Linked DNA regions of Zea mays: region 2 is linked to region 1. The links are chromatin contacts, called in public Hi-C maps. All regions are on one chromosome and are shown on one strand. Each heading gives the region's core, a stretch centred on a gene start, on an enhancer-like site or on the middle of the called end of the contact. The rest is flanking DNA. Distances are from core to core; before and after follow the strand shown. Region 1 holds the start of LOC103641715. Region 2 holds the start of LOC100383187.

Region 1 (6,162 bases), core at 1,701-4,200:
AAGAGAAATTAAAAAAAACAGATCCTTGTATCATGTTTTCGGAAGTTTGAACCCGACGTGAATCGAACACGCAACCTTCTGATCTGGAGTCAGACGCGCTACCATTGCGCCACGGATCCTAGTGATACTACATCGCAGCTTGTATCTAATACATATGTGAACTATTGTTATGCTGCGTCCGGCCACAAGAAGCTATGGATCGAGTGTAAAAAAAAAAGGAAAATAGGGGTAGGAACATATGCTCTTGTTGTCCGAACATGAAGCGTTATTACTCTCTCCGTTTCTTTTTAGTTGTCGCTGGATAATTTAATTTTGTACTATCCAGCGACAATTAAAACAAAACGGAGGGAGTATACTCTATAAGATCTTAGATCATAACCTCTATATTGGAATAGGGAAAAAATGGAGCTGTAGTTTTATGATTGGGCTATATGTGGGATAGATTCTGACAGTCGACGTGGAGTCAATAAAGCGGTGATGGTGGCGCTTTTTTTTTGTTGACCACACATTGACGGCTCTCATTTAATTTTACGTGGTGAGGAGTTAGCGGTGAACATTAGTTCGAATGCCGGTCTTGTCTTCTATTATACCATCGATCTGACAAGTCCATATCAAGATAAAATGAACATTCGTTTAACGTCTTTCCTATTTGTTTCACATACTTCATCTTAATGCAGTCTATGCATTTGGTCATAATCTAAAAGGTATGATGGTTGCAGAACTCTTATTTTATTAATCCTTCGATCCTTCTCGAAATACGGCTTAAATGGCGGTGCGATAGTTTCAACGACGATCAATCATCATTTCTCTTACGCTTATTATTAACACTTACATCACATGCATTCATAGAAGATATGTATTCATCTCATTCACATGACCGCAGTGGGGAAGAAATAGAGCTTGTCTTGTCAAACGACGAGATCAACATCGATCTTAATAGTACACTTCATGTTCCCAAAATAACAATTATTCTTGTTATTATCTAAACGCGACATAGAAATCAGATTCCTTGTTATTAAAGACATAAATAAAATATCACACAACTAGAGAACAAAATCATCATCTAATTACAAGGCGATGTATCCAAATGGCTCCAACGTAGGCTTAGAGCTCGTTAGCCACTCTAATATTTCTTTCTCCTCCCCTTTGAACAATCCTCGTCGTATGAAATCTCTATAAACAATTGGTGGTGTAAACAGTAGAACTAAAATCAATCCATCAAGTGTTAGTTGGCAAAATCTAAATATAGAGATCAATCTGTGAATGCAACTTCTATTCTTTTCTAGATGCATAGCTTGCGCTATATATTGAGATATACACTGTATGATTTTAAACGTATATAAGTAGAAACGAAAAGAAATGTATTCTAAAAAATACAAATCGTCTCTTGATTTAAATTACAGGGAGGGAGTATATTCTATCCCACCCGAATCAGACACGTCGGCATCCTACTAGCCGGTCCATTATATATTACACTGGTAGCATTTATTTATATATATGGAGCTCACAGATTCATTGACGCCGACTGATTCAGCTTGACTGGGTCTGTTCATTAACCATGCAAACCAAACCGAGCTGGCAGAAGAATAATTTTGTACGCGCATTCAGAACCTTGTTGAGAGCAGCAAGAGCAGAATAACGTACAGAACGGCAGCACAGCCGCAGTATTTTATAGGAGTATGTACTCAGGGTGGAGCTATATATACATAGGTGGTCCTAGTGTGGACAGCGGATCGGTGTTTGGTTTCTAGGGTCTAATTTACAGTCTCTTTATTTTATTCTATTTTTCTCTAAATTATGAAATACTGAAACTAAAACTTTATTTTAGTTTTCGTATATAGCAATTAAAGAACTAAAATGGAATTAAATGTATGGACTAAAAATTAGTCACTAGAAACCAAGCATCTTCAAAATATATGTCAATGTGTGCTCAACTTTTATCTGTTTCATTCTAATTAATAAAAATCATATTTAATCATATATATATATATATATATTGTGTGTGCGCGCGCGCGTGTTTACGAAGTCTTGTGAGTTGTCTGGTACTTGCAGTAATCAAGTGTTTGGTTTTGAAAAGAATGTTGTACGTGCAACAAACTTGCAGTAGTACTAGTAGTGAACCCCGTATTCCTTTTCACATAACAGGTAGTTAATCAAATGAAGAAAGAGAATACGAGAGAGAATTTATCTATTGTTCAAATGAAGCATACTATATGACTATATATATCTTGCAGATTTGTTAAAACATGAAGAGGGGAGTTAAGATATCGCCTTTATTTTTCAAAATACCCATAAAAAAGAAGGCTTTCTTCTTCTATATATATATCTCCTTCCGGGACTACTACAGTTAATAAGCAATCTGGAGTCTGGACTCGTATAGTTTTATGATGTCCACATATGTCCTACTTAACTTAATTTGACAGTAAGTAAGCTATATTATAGTAGCGTTTTTTGTTTGTTTGTTTAACAATGGACCTCCACCCCCTGTCAACGAATTCTGGGTACGCGCCGGCCTGCTAGCTGAGGCGTGCGGCCACGGGAGAGAGAGAGAGGAAGCGCCATGCATCATGCATGCATGCATGCGCTGCTGCACCGAGAAAAAACACTCCGAGTCCGAGATGACGACGACGACGCGCGCGGCGCGCCCTAGTAAGTAGTAACTGCGAGGCCCGGGCGGCGCTTCTGAGAGTGAGAGCCAAGCTACCCACCCAGCCAGCTGCCAGCCATAAATATGCAACGAGCCACGCCCCGCCGCGCCATTGCTTTCCCTCGCGCACAGGCGTGCGTGCGATCGAGCTAGCACGGCCTTCATACGCCCACATCTACTGCTATCTATCTTCCGTCGCGCCCTCGTCATTGTCGCGCGCGTGTCGGCATCGTCTTGGTGCATGCCCAGCCGATTTCCTGCCCGGGCCGGCCGGCCGGCCCGAGGGTTGTTCATCCATGTGAATCCAACCGGGGATCCTGTGATCTATCGATCGCCCGCCCGGCGCATGCATCCATCCAGTTATTTATGGCCACCTGGACCAAGCTCTGATGCGCCTGCGCATGCCTGTGTCCTATTAAGGCTATTATATACCCGCATGCAAGCACAAGCGTCCCCTCCCAAGTCCCAACTCCCAACTCCCAACTCTGATCGCTGGGTAGCTTTGCTAGCAGCTGTGTTTGGTCTCTCTCTTTCATTCTCCTCGGCATATTGTGTTTCTTGCCGTTCTACTAGCTCGTCGAACCACCACAGAGCACCTACTACCAGGAAAGCGAGGAATAATGAGAATGCGCGAGTCCTCTGCTAGTTGCGGGATATGGCGGGCTCCAACTCCGTCAGCCCCAGCAGCAGCAGCAGCGGTCGTGTTGGTGTTCCTGCTGCTCATCGTCAGTTCGTCGTCGTCGCACGTCGTTGCCGACGACGGCGCCAGAACGACGACACCACGTGAGTTGATGCATGATTATATCTGAGCTGTAGGCTGTAGCTACTTAATTTATTTTTTTGATTCCTCTGTCGGTTCACCTTCCATGCATGTTCCAGAACTTGGAAAAGCTTGCACAAACTTCACTTGCAGCAGTGTCGATCGGTCCGACGTACTGTAGCGTGTAGAGTACATGCGCAGCGCAGTAAGTACTGACGTGTCAGGTCGACGTGGCGCGCCTCCCGTTACCATCAGAGATGGCATGACACAGCACATGTGCCATCCGAACGACGACACACGCTGACGACGTTCTTTTCTTGTTGTTGTTCCTATGTATGTATATTGCATACAGCTGCCTGTGTAACTGAAAACAACCACACGCAGGTGACCACGCCGCCCTGCTCCACGCGGAGGCATCGGCTGCTGCTGGTGCTCACGCGAGCAGCGGCAGCAGCAGGGCAACCTACTACAGACCAGCGGGCCGGAGTGAGGACGGGTCGCCGTCGGTGGTGGTGGCGGCGGCGGCGGAGGAGGAGGAGGAGGAGGATAAGCTGTGGTGGCTCAAGGAGCGCGCGGCGGCGACGGGGTCGCGGCTGCCGGACTGCGCGCACGCGTGCGGGCCGTGCTCCCCGTGCCGGCGCGTCATCGTGAGCTTCAGGTGCGCGATGCAGGCCTCCGAGTCCTGCCCCGTCGCCTACCGCTGCATGTGCCGCGGCAGGTTCTTTCGGGTGCCTTCCCCGCTAGACTAGCCTAGAGGAGGACACTGGACTGCTGCTCATACATATGCATGGACACTCGTCGATCTTTGGTTAGGAGCTAGGCATGCATTTGGCGCCAAAGCTATGTGATGTGATATATGTCAGGGACACTCGTCGTCGGTGTTGTACTGTACTGTATATGAGTAGCCGTTTGTTCTCTCTCAGTGTCACACTAGTGCTACACTGCTAGGGGTTAAATGAGTACTAGGAGTTGTGATGCATGCTGATCTCGTTTGGTTGTACTTGTACTTCAATCCCGGCCCGTTGGAAACACGAGAAATCTCACGCTGCGAACAGGTCCTTAATTACCTGTATAAGGCTGTCTTGTGACTGCCTGCGCTGCATGAGTGACACTGTTGCAGATTGCATGGTCCGTTTCTGGGGAAACGACGGCCCACCACCGTACCACGAGCGGGATTGGTAGTGGCGTAGTGCCCAGCATGGACGTGCAGTAGCAGTGAGTGATCGGTGAGCGGCGGGCTGACCGGGGTCTACCACCGATGCATGACTGACAACCTGAGCGCGCGCGCCCAGCGCAGCAATGCTGTGCTTTGCTATGCCTGCCCGCCCAGCAGCCAGCACGATACAGTCGGCAGGTCACTGCTCTCTAACCCGTACGCGCGTCACCCCGCTGTTCGAAGCGAGCCTTCACCCAAACGCAGCCACAGCAACGACGTGCTCGCCAGCTACGGACCGGGACGCCATCGCCAAAAAAAAAAAACACAACTACTCCTATTAATAAACAAACGGCTTGGCTCAACAGAGGCTGGTGTCATACGGCTCTCTAATATCAGAAAAAAAATGTCAGAGATGTCAGGTACTCAGGTTACAGAAGACGAGCACACAATTTCATCTACAGTTTCGCAGCTATCATTAAAGACAGGACCAACCACCAAGCTACCTATCCGCTGTCATATTCACAGACGACAAGGATCCCGACGGCGATCATCTACCTCCCTACCTCGGGCCGGACAGTTCGACGGCCCTGAGGTTGTAGGTGGAGTCGACGATCCAGTCGTTGTGGCGCGGGGCGAGCTCCGCCTCCTGCCGCATCACCTCCACCTTCTGCCACTGCTCCCACCGCTCCGCCAGCCCGTCGCCCTCCAGCATCCGCGCCACCTCCGACATCTTGGGCCGCTCCATCGGGGAGCCCTGCGTGCACAGCAGCGCCACCTGGATCAGCGACTCCACCTCCTGGTCCACGTACCGGCCCTGCAGGTCCGGGTCCACCAGCTGCTCCAGCTTCTTCTCCTTCAGCAGCGCCTTCACCTGCAAGCACACAACACCCCGCCACAAGCATATGCAGCAGCAGCAGCAGCTTCTTCATTTCTTTCTTCCCTCCCTCTCAGGCCTTAGCACCGAGGCTAGGTACAAGGTACCTCATAGTGTACTCATACTCAAAGATCGACTCCACCTACCCAGTCAAGGAGCATGACGTCGTCATCGTTCGCGAGACGAGCGAGGTCGAACGCCCTCTGCCCGGTGATGAGTTCCAGGAGCATGATCCCGTAGCCGAAGACGTCCGTCTTCTCGGAGGACTTCCCCGTGGAGAGGTACTCGGGGGCGATGTGGCCGATCGTCCCACGGACGGCGGTCGTCACGTGGGTGTCCTTGTAGTCCATGAGCTTGGCCAGGCCGAAGTCACCCACGACGGCTTCGAAGTCCTCGTCCAGCAGGATGTTGGCGGCCTTCACGTCGCGGTGGATGATCTTGGGATCGCAGTGGTCGTGCAGGTAGGACAGGCCTCTGGCTGACCCCAGCGCGATCCGAGCCCTCGTTTCCCATTCGAGGGGGGGCTCATTTGGCGCGCGTTCTACGAAATCAAAGCATCAGGAACAGTAGACAATCAAAGCATCAGGAACAGTAGACACTCTGTTTCCAATTAAATGCAGAAGAAAAGATTTGAGCGGCGAGAAAGAATAAGGTCTGGTTACCTCGAAGGCGCGATGCGACGCTCCCGTTAGCCATGTATGGATACACTAGCAGCCGCTCTGTAG
Region 2 (6,545 bases), core at 1,437-3,936, 190 kb after region 1:
GTGCATAAGTAATCCCTGTCCTCCTTGCATTTTATTTTCATTTTCTAGACTAAATAATCACGACCATCATTGACAATAACATATATGAAACAGCAACGCAAACTATAACCTTGATCCTTTTATCCATCTACATGTAAGCATCAAATATAAATAAAACATATGGCATGCCATAAAAATTCTCAAACCACATCATTATTTTTGGGGGAATAATCTCAAGCAAACAACAATCCAACTTATATGTATATATGCAATGTGTTAGGGATCCTGTACCTTACAACTTGAGCAAAGAAAACCGATTTGAAAGGAAAGGCTGAAGGTGGCTTGACTCCCTTTGAGAATGTCTCTATTCATTGGATGAGAATGTGAGATGAAGGATGAGCTAGCACTACATTCTATACCTTCGAATTTAATATAAAAATGTGAGATGAAGGATGAGCTAGCACTAGTGAGCACCAACATGACCACTAGGTCGCGAGCACGACGGGCCACGATGGACATTCTAGGGACCACAACGGACACCGGCGTCGCCGACCCCTATGGACATTTCACCCTGGACCATGTAGTAGCCGGCTCGGTGGCTGCTACCGTTGACGGAGCCCGACAGCCTGACAACAACTTCACTCGTGACGTCTCCATGGGAGATGCACGACATGTTGGAAGGTGTCGTGGGGAAAGGAAAAGAGAACATGAGAGCAAAAGAGAAAGTAACTCGTGGACTCATCGGTGACCATGAAGGAAGACGAAGGACACTAGGATGAAAGAGGCGGCCAGGAAGGAGACGACGGACACTAGATACGAATGAGGATGAAAATGGATTTGTGAGGGAGTTATTCGTCCAATTATAATGGACAACTAAGGACAATATCTAATGAGAGTGTACTTCTCGGGACTCTGTCTCAACACCAAACAACCAAATTTAAGTAACCTTCTTGTCTTGTCGTGTCTCGACCCACAACCAAACACATCCTCACACCATCTCCAACAAATCTTATATTCAATTCTCTATTTCATCCACTATTTCAAACTTAACTGTGCAAACAATGCTAAACAATGTCATCTATAGTGCTAGGAATTGGGCCGGACCGGCCTGAGCCCATCGTGCTTCTGGCCAAACGGGCTTGGGCCAAGAAAGCAAAAAAATAACTTTTGGGCCGAGCCCAAAGAGTAGAAACAGTGATCCAACCTGGCTCTAAAGCACGTCATGTCTTTGTTGGGTCGTGCCGGTCTAAACGAGACCCAAATATTACAACCACATAAAATCCAAATATTACAACTACATAAAATTCATAGCTTACTAAATTAAAGATATTGAATAATGCTATCATCATTTGACCACACAGAGTCCAAATATTACAGCAATATAAACTCTATAGCTTACTAAATTCAAGAAATTAAGGGCCCGTTTGGCACAGCTCCAGCTCCTGATTCTAAGCGAGGATCTGGAGGAGCCGTGCCAAACGAGTATTTTTTAAACTGATTCTCGTATGGAGCCGAAAGATTGGGAGTCGTTTTTGTGAAGAAATGTGGGATCTAAAAAAACCTGCTCCACCCTCCCTTAAAACAGCTCCTCAATCAACCAAATATGGACCTCCCCTTAAAGTTTGATCGAAATTACCCGCAATTGCCATTGGAGAAAAACATAACGAGCCCCTCTCGCAACCCTCCACGGCGTGCGTCCTCTGTCCCTGATCCCTGCCTGTTGCTGAAGGGAGCGGCGGCTAGGGTTTCGACCATCTCTAGCAGTTTCGCCGTCCTCCAGCGAGAGCTCTGCTATCCTGCGGTTCCCAGGTACGTGCTTCTTCTTACCGTGTGCTTGTGTGTTCGTCTGGCTGGCTTCCTGCTCGTCTGCAGATCACGACCGTGTGAATAGTGCATTGGATGAGGAATTTCAGAGATGTGATCGAGACCCAGATTATATCCCTACTATTCTATCCCGTTATAGGCGACATGTCCCTCAGAATGCATCAGATACATCCACCACAGGGTCGAGTAGTAGGAACATGAATAGGTTCCGTGATGATGTATCGAAGGTACTTTGGGAGTCGAGGTGATTAGAAAAGGTGGTTCGTGTCATATTTTGGATATTGTGTCGTGCTAATTTTATGCAATTTATGGATTAAACATTTGAGACCATTTTATGCACTACTATGATGGGAATATTTTATATGTTATTGTTTCATAATTTTTTTCCGTATATGCATTCTACTTATTGGTTTGTAACAAAGTTGAACTGCAAAGGGTAAAACAGACAATCGCCACAGACCACAAACTCTCAGCATACAAGAATCAGTTTACTTGCCAAACGGTTTTAAAAATGATTCTGATTCTCTAGGAGAATCAGGAGGATCAGATCCTCAAGAGGATCAGGATCTGGAGCTAAAGAAGCAGGAGCTGGAGCTTTGCCAAACGGGCCCTAAACAATATGAGTTTTATTGGGCTGTGTGGAACCAAGACCGATCCATGTGTACGGACCGTGACGGGTCCAATGGACCGGAATTTGAGGCATGACTTAGACCTGTCTTCGAGTCATGCTAGCTCGGCTTATATTATTTCGTAGTTCGTGATTTGGGTTCCTATTTTTAGATCGTGCTCGTGGTGGCCAAAATATTTGATCTATATTCTCATTATTATTATTTATTACAGTGCCTTGTCCCTATTTTACAGGATCCATCTTCTAGAGCCTCACAGGCAGGGTAGAGGAATACAGAGGAGATAGAGGAAAGTCACTGGTGATCCATCCGGGGAGGGCGGCGGTCGCCTCCTCTTCCCCTGCGGCCGAGCTCGCCAGTCGCCTGAACTTGTCTCGCCCGCTGCCGATCTCCTCTCTCCGCTCGTCGCGCCGCAACCTGGAGAGGGGACCGCGCTCGGTCGACTGCCACCTGGGGAGCGGGTGGGCGGCGTCCGCCCTCTGCACTCCCCGGTGTCCCCGCGACCGGTTCCGGCGCGGCCGGCACACAGGTTCGCAGGTAGGTCTCCGTCCGCACAGCGCCCCGATCTTCTCTCTCCTTTACACGCCAACAGCTCGCCCCTCTCCGTCTGCTTGATTCTGCTCCAGGCTCCAGCCTCAGACCGGCACTCGCTCAAAAATGTCATTACGCACCCAATCCGCTTGTAGCTGTATGCTGGAACCTACTCTGCCTTGTCTTCTTGCATCACACTAAGAATGCGCGCAACCCCCACCCACCCACGGGCCACGACTAGGCCGGCCTTTGCTGCTGTCCTACTTTGCCACCCACGACATTGGCCGGCGACGAGCACCACCAGGACAGCAGGTATTCCCTCCCCTTGGTCTTCCCTTCCTGCTGTGCGAAGTCGTGCGCCCAAACTGTAACGTAATTCGTAGGTCAAAACATGCGCCCAAACCCTAAAATACTATTCGTAATCGGATCTGAATCCAATTACAAGTGTATATGCATGTGAGAAAATTGCATTTTTAGGACTCCTTTTATCGCCGCTTCGACAAAACGAGTCAGCTTTAGTTGTTTTCGCGAAAATGACACAAATACGTCGTCCGTCCTTGATTTTTTAGGACATGAATAGTTTAGATAGCAGATTTCAATCCTTTTTAATAAGTTTTATAGTTTTTTGTCTCTCCAGAACATAAGAAAGGACCAAATTAACCCAAGCAGATAGATCTCACGGAACCCTACGTTCTTTCCTCCTGTTCCAGTAACCTCTATTCTTTTCTCAGGATTTCCTGATGGTTTGCAACACCGTGGAATCCTTCTTTCTTCTTTCCAGAGCTAGCAGTGTCAGCAAAAGCAGACACGGTCCGTCTTTGCTTGTTACATATACATGAAAATTAAAAAGGAACAATGTCTTTTGAGTTTTTAAACAATAAAGTCCTAAAAATTAAACCGCCACACATTATTTATGCCATTTTCTAGAACTCAAACATAAGTGTGTCAAATGGTCGAAGCGGCACGAAGATCCTAAAAAGTAAAAAAAAAACTCGATGCATGTATTATTATGCCTACTAAATTTGGTTGCTTTGCAAAAATTATTGGGTGTACATGTGTAGGCACGAAGATCCTAAAAAGTCAAAAAAAACTCGATGCATGTATTATTATGCCTACTAAATTCGGTTTCTTTGCAAAAATTATTGGGTGTACATGTGTACGTCCATGTCCTTTACTAGGTCCGCCCCTGCTGTCCCAAACCCTAATTTAAGCTATTTGTATTTGGATCTGAACTAGTTGCAAGCACAAGCATATACATGAGCTGCACCTACTAACTTCGATTTGTTGCAAAATTGTCAGGTGTATATGTGTACTTGTCCACCCATGTCTTATACTGGGTCCACCCCTGTTAACAAGTTGCAAGTTTCACGATTTTAATTAACATTTGTTTCCTTCTGGCCAGGGTTTGAAAACTTCTTGTATGCTCACGCGTTCGGCGCTGATTGTTGAAAGTAGCTTTGGGACTCTGAGGACCTAAATTCTAATCAATTGTGAAATCTGAAAGGTGTAGCTATTTGTACTTCTGGAGGTGTGGGAAGAAATGGAATGCAACAAAGATGAGGCCCAAAGGGCGAAGGGTATTGCAAAGAAGAAGTTTGAAGCAGGGGACTTGCAGGGTGCCAGGAAATTCGCCCTCAAGGCTCAGACTCTCTTTCCTGCGCTTGAGGGCGTTGATCAAATGATCGCCACCTTTGATATCTATCTTGCTTCAGAAGGGAAGGTTGCTGGGGAGAAGGACTGGTACTCTATCCTTTCCGTTCCCATGAACGCAAACGATGAAAAGATCAAGAAACAGTACAGGAAGTTGGTTCTTCAGTTCCACCCTGATAAAAACAAGTCAGTGGGCGCTGAGGGTGCTTTCCAGATGGTTCAAGAGGCATACACGGTGCTATCCGATAGAACCAAGCGAGCTGTATATGACCAAAAGAGGAATGTGAGGACATTCCAACAGAGGACAGCACAATCAGGTAAAGCAAGCACGGTCCCTGGTGCATCCAATGGCTTCTATAATTTCGCAGCTAATGCTGCTACTGCCTCCAAGCGGACAGTAAACAAGCAAACAGTGGGATCAGCAACACATGCCCCATCTGCACCTTCAACTGCTACTCGTGCACCTGTGGCAAAGCCTGATACATTTTGGACCTCATGCAACAAATGCAAGATGAACTATGAGTACCTCAGGGTGTATTTGAATAACCATCTTCGCTGCCCTAGTTGCCGTCAGCCATTCCTAGCAAAAGAAGTACAAAAGCCACCAGCAGGGAACGTGGTACAAGATTCAAACATCAGTGGTGCTAATCAAAACACAACCACTAATAGAAATTTGCGGTGGGGTCCATTTTCAAGGGCTGCTGGTGCAGCTAGTGCCACTGCATCGTCTGCTGCTGCTGCTCAAGCTGCTAATGTAGTTCATCAGACATATGAAAAAGTTAGGAGGGAGAGGGAGGAGGCACAAGCAGCGGCAACAAGGGAAGAGGCTCTTCGCCGGAAGTACAATCCTCTAAAGAGGCATGCAAGCATGTCAGGGAATGCTAATCTTGGACCAGGTGATGCAACATCTGGAAAGAAGACAAGGACTATGACTAAAGATGCTGAAGTTGGTTCTTCATCCACCATATCCAGTCCAGGAGCAAATTTTTTTAGAGTGCCTGGTGTGAATATATCCTTTTCCAACAACATTGGGGCCTATGAGTTTCAAGGCGTTGATGGTGGCCCCAATTGGAAACCCAGGCCTCTGATCCGCTTAAGTTTAGTCAAGACCTTCTCTCAGATGGATCTTAGGGGTCTTTTGCTGGAAAAAACGAAAACTGAGCTTAAAAACAAGCTAACAGTAATAAAAAGTAAAACATCCCAAGTTGCTAGTGAAAAAGCGAGCAAGAAAATTGCGGTCAAGGAAAATGGTGGGGATAATGAAGCTCTTGGACCAGAAGATCCTACAGCTAATAAAGATTCTCATGATTCAGAACAGATTGGTTCTAATACTAGCACAGATGCTGAAAATGAAGATGATGACCCCTTATCTTATAATGTTCCTGATCCAGATTTCCATGATTTTGACAAGAATCGCACTGAGGAATGTTTCCAAAGTGATCAAATTTGGGCTACATATGATGATGAAGATGGAATGCCTCGTTATTATGCATTTATTCAGAAAGTTCTTTCCTTGAAACCATTCAAGCTCAGAATAAGCTATCTCACATCAAGGGCAAATAGCGAATTTGGGCCTTCGAATTGGGTTTCTTCTGGCTTCATAAAGACTTGTGGTGATTTCAGGATTGGTAAATATGAAAGCTGTGATATAGTCAACATGTTCTCTCACCAGATGAAATGGGATAAAGGGCCGCGTGGGCTTATCAAAATTTATCCACAGAAAGGTGATATCTGGGCTGTTTATCGGAATTGGTCCTCTGACTGGGATGAAGATACTCCAGATAATGTGCTCCATGCCTACAATGTGGTTGAGGTACTGGATGCCTATGATGAAGTCCATGGCATCTCCATAATTCCCTTAGTCAAGGTTACTGGATTTCGAACAGTATTTCAGCGCCATCAGGATCCAAATGCTACCATGAAGATTCCTAAAGA

Evidence for each region. A called contact is a pair of places that touch in the nucleus more often than the background predicts.
Region 2: a contact with region 1 is called in a Hi-C map of bundle sheath, with 2.8 times the contacts expected there. The contact joins the promoter of LOC100383187 here to the promoter of LOC103641715 in region 1. A contact is called at or near these places in 8 of 25 Hi-C or Micro-C datasets (bundle sheath, ear, endosperm and 3 more).

The regions. Positions count from the first base shown.
Region 1 is chr10:124,402,424-124,408,585 of Zm-B73-REFERENCE-NAM-5.0, forward strand. It overlaps LOC103641715, which reads left to right and starts at 2,951. Exons shown (of 2, transcript XM_008665030.4): 1 at 2,951-3,430; 2 at 3,792-4,479. The coding sequence starts at 3,268. The coding sequence ends at 4,156. LOC542015 (somatic embryogenesis receptor-like kinase 1) reads right to left here. Exons shown (of 11, transcript NM_001111662.1): 9 at 6,100-6,162; 10 at 5,584-5,978; 11 at 4,934-5,434. The coding sequence ends at 5,123. It overlaps TRNAW-CCA (transfer RNA tryptophan (anticodon CCA)), which reads right to left and starts at 119; the gene lies at 48-119.
Region 2 is chr10:124,590,765-124,597,309 of Zm-B73-REFERENCE-NAM-5.0, forward strand. It overlaps LOC100383187, which reads left to right and starts at 2,687. Exons shown (of 2, transcript NM_001350032.1): 1 at 2,687-2,966; 2 at 4,363-6,545. The coding sequence starts at 4,501.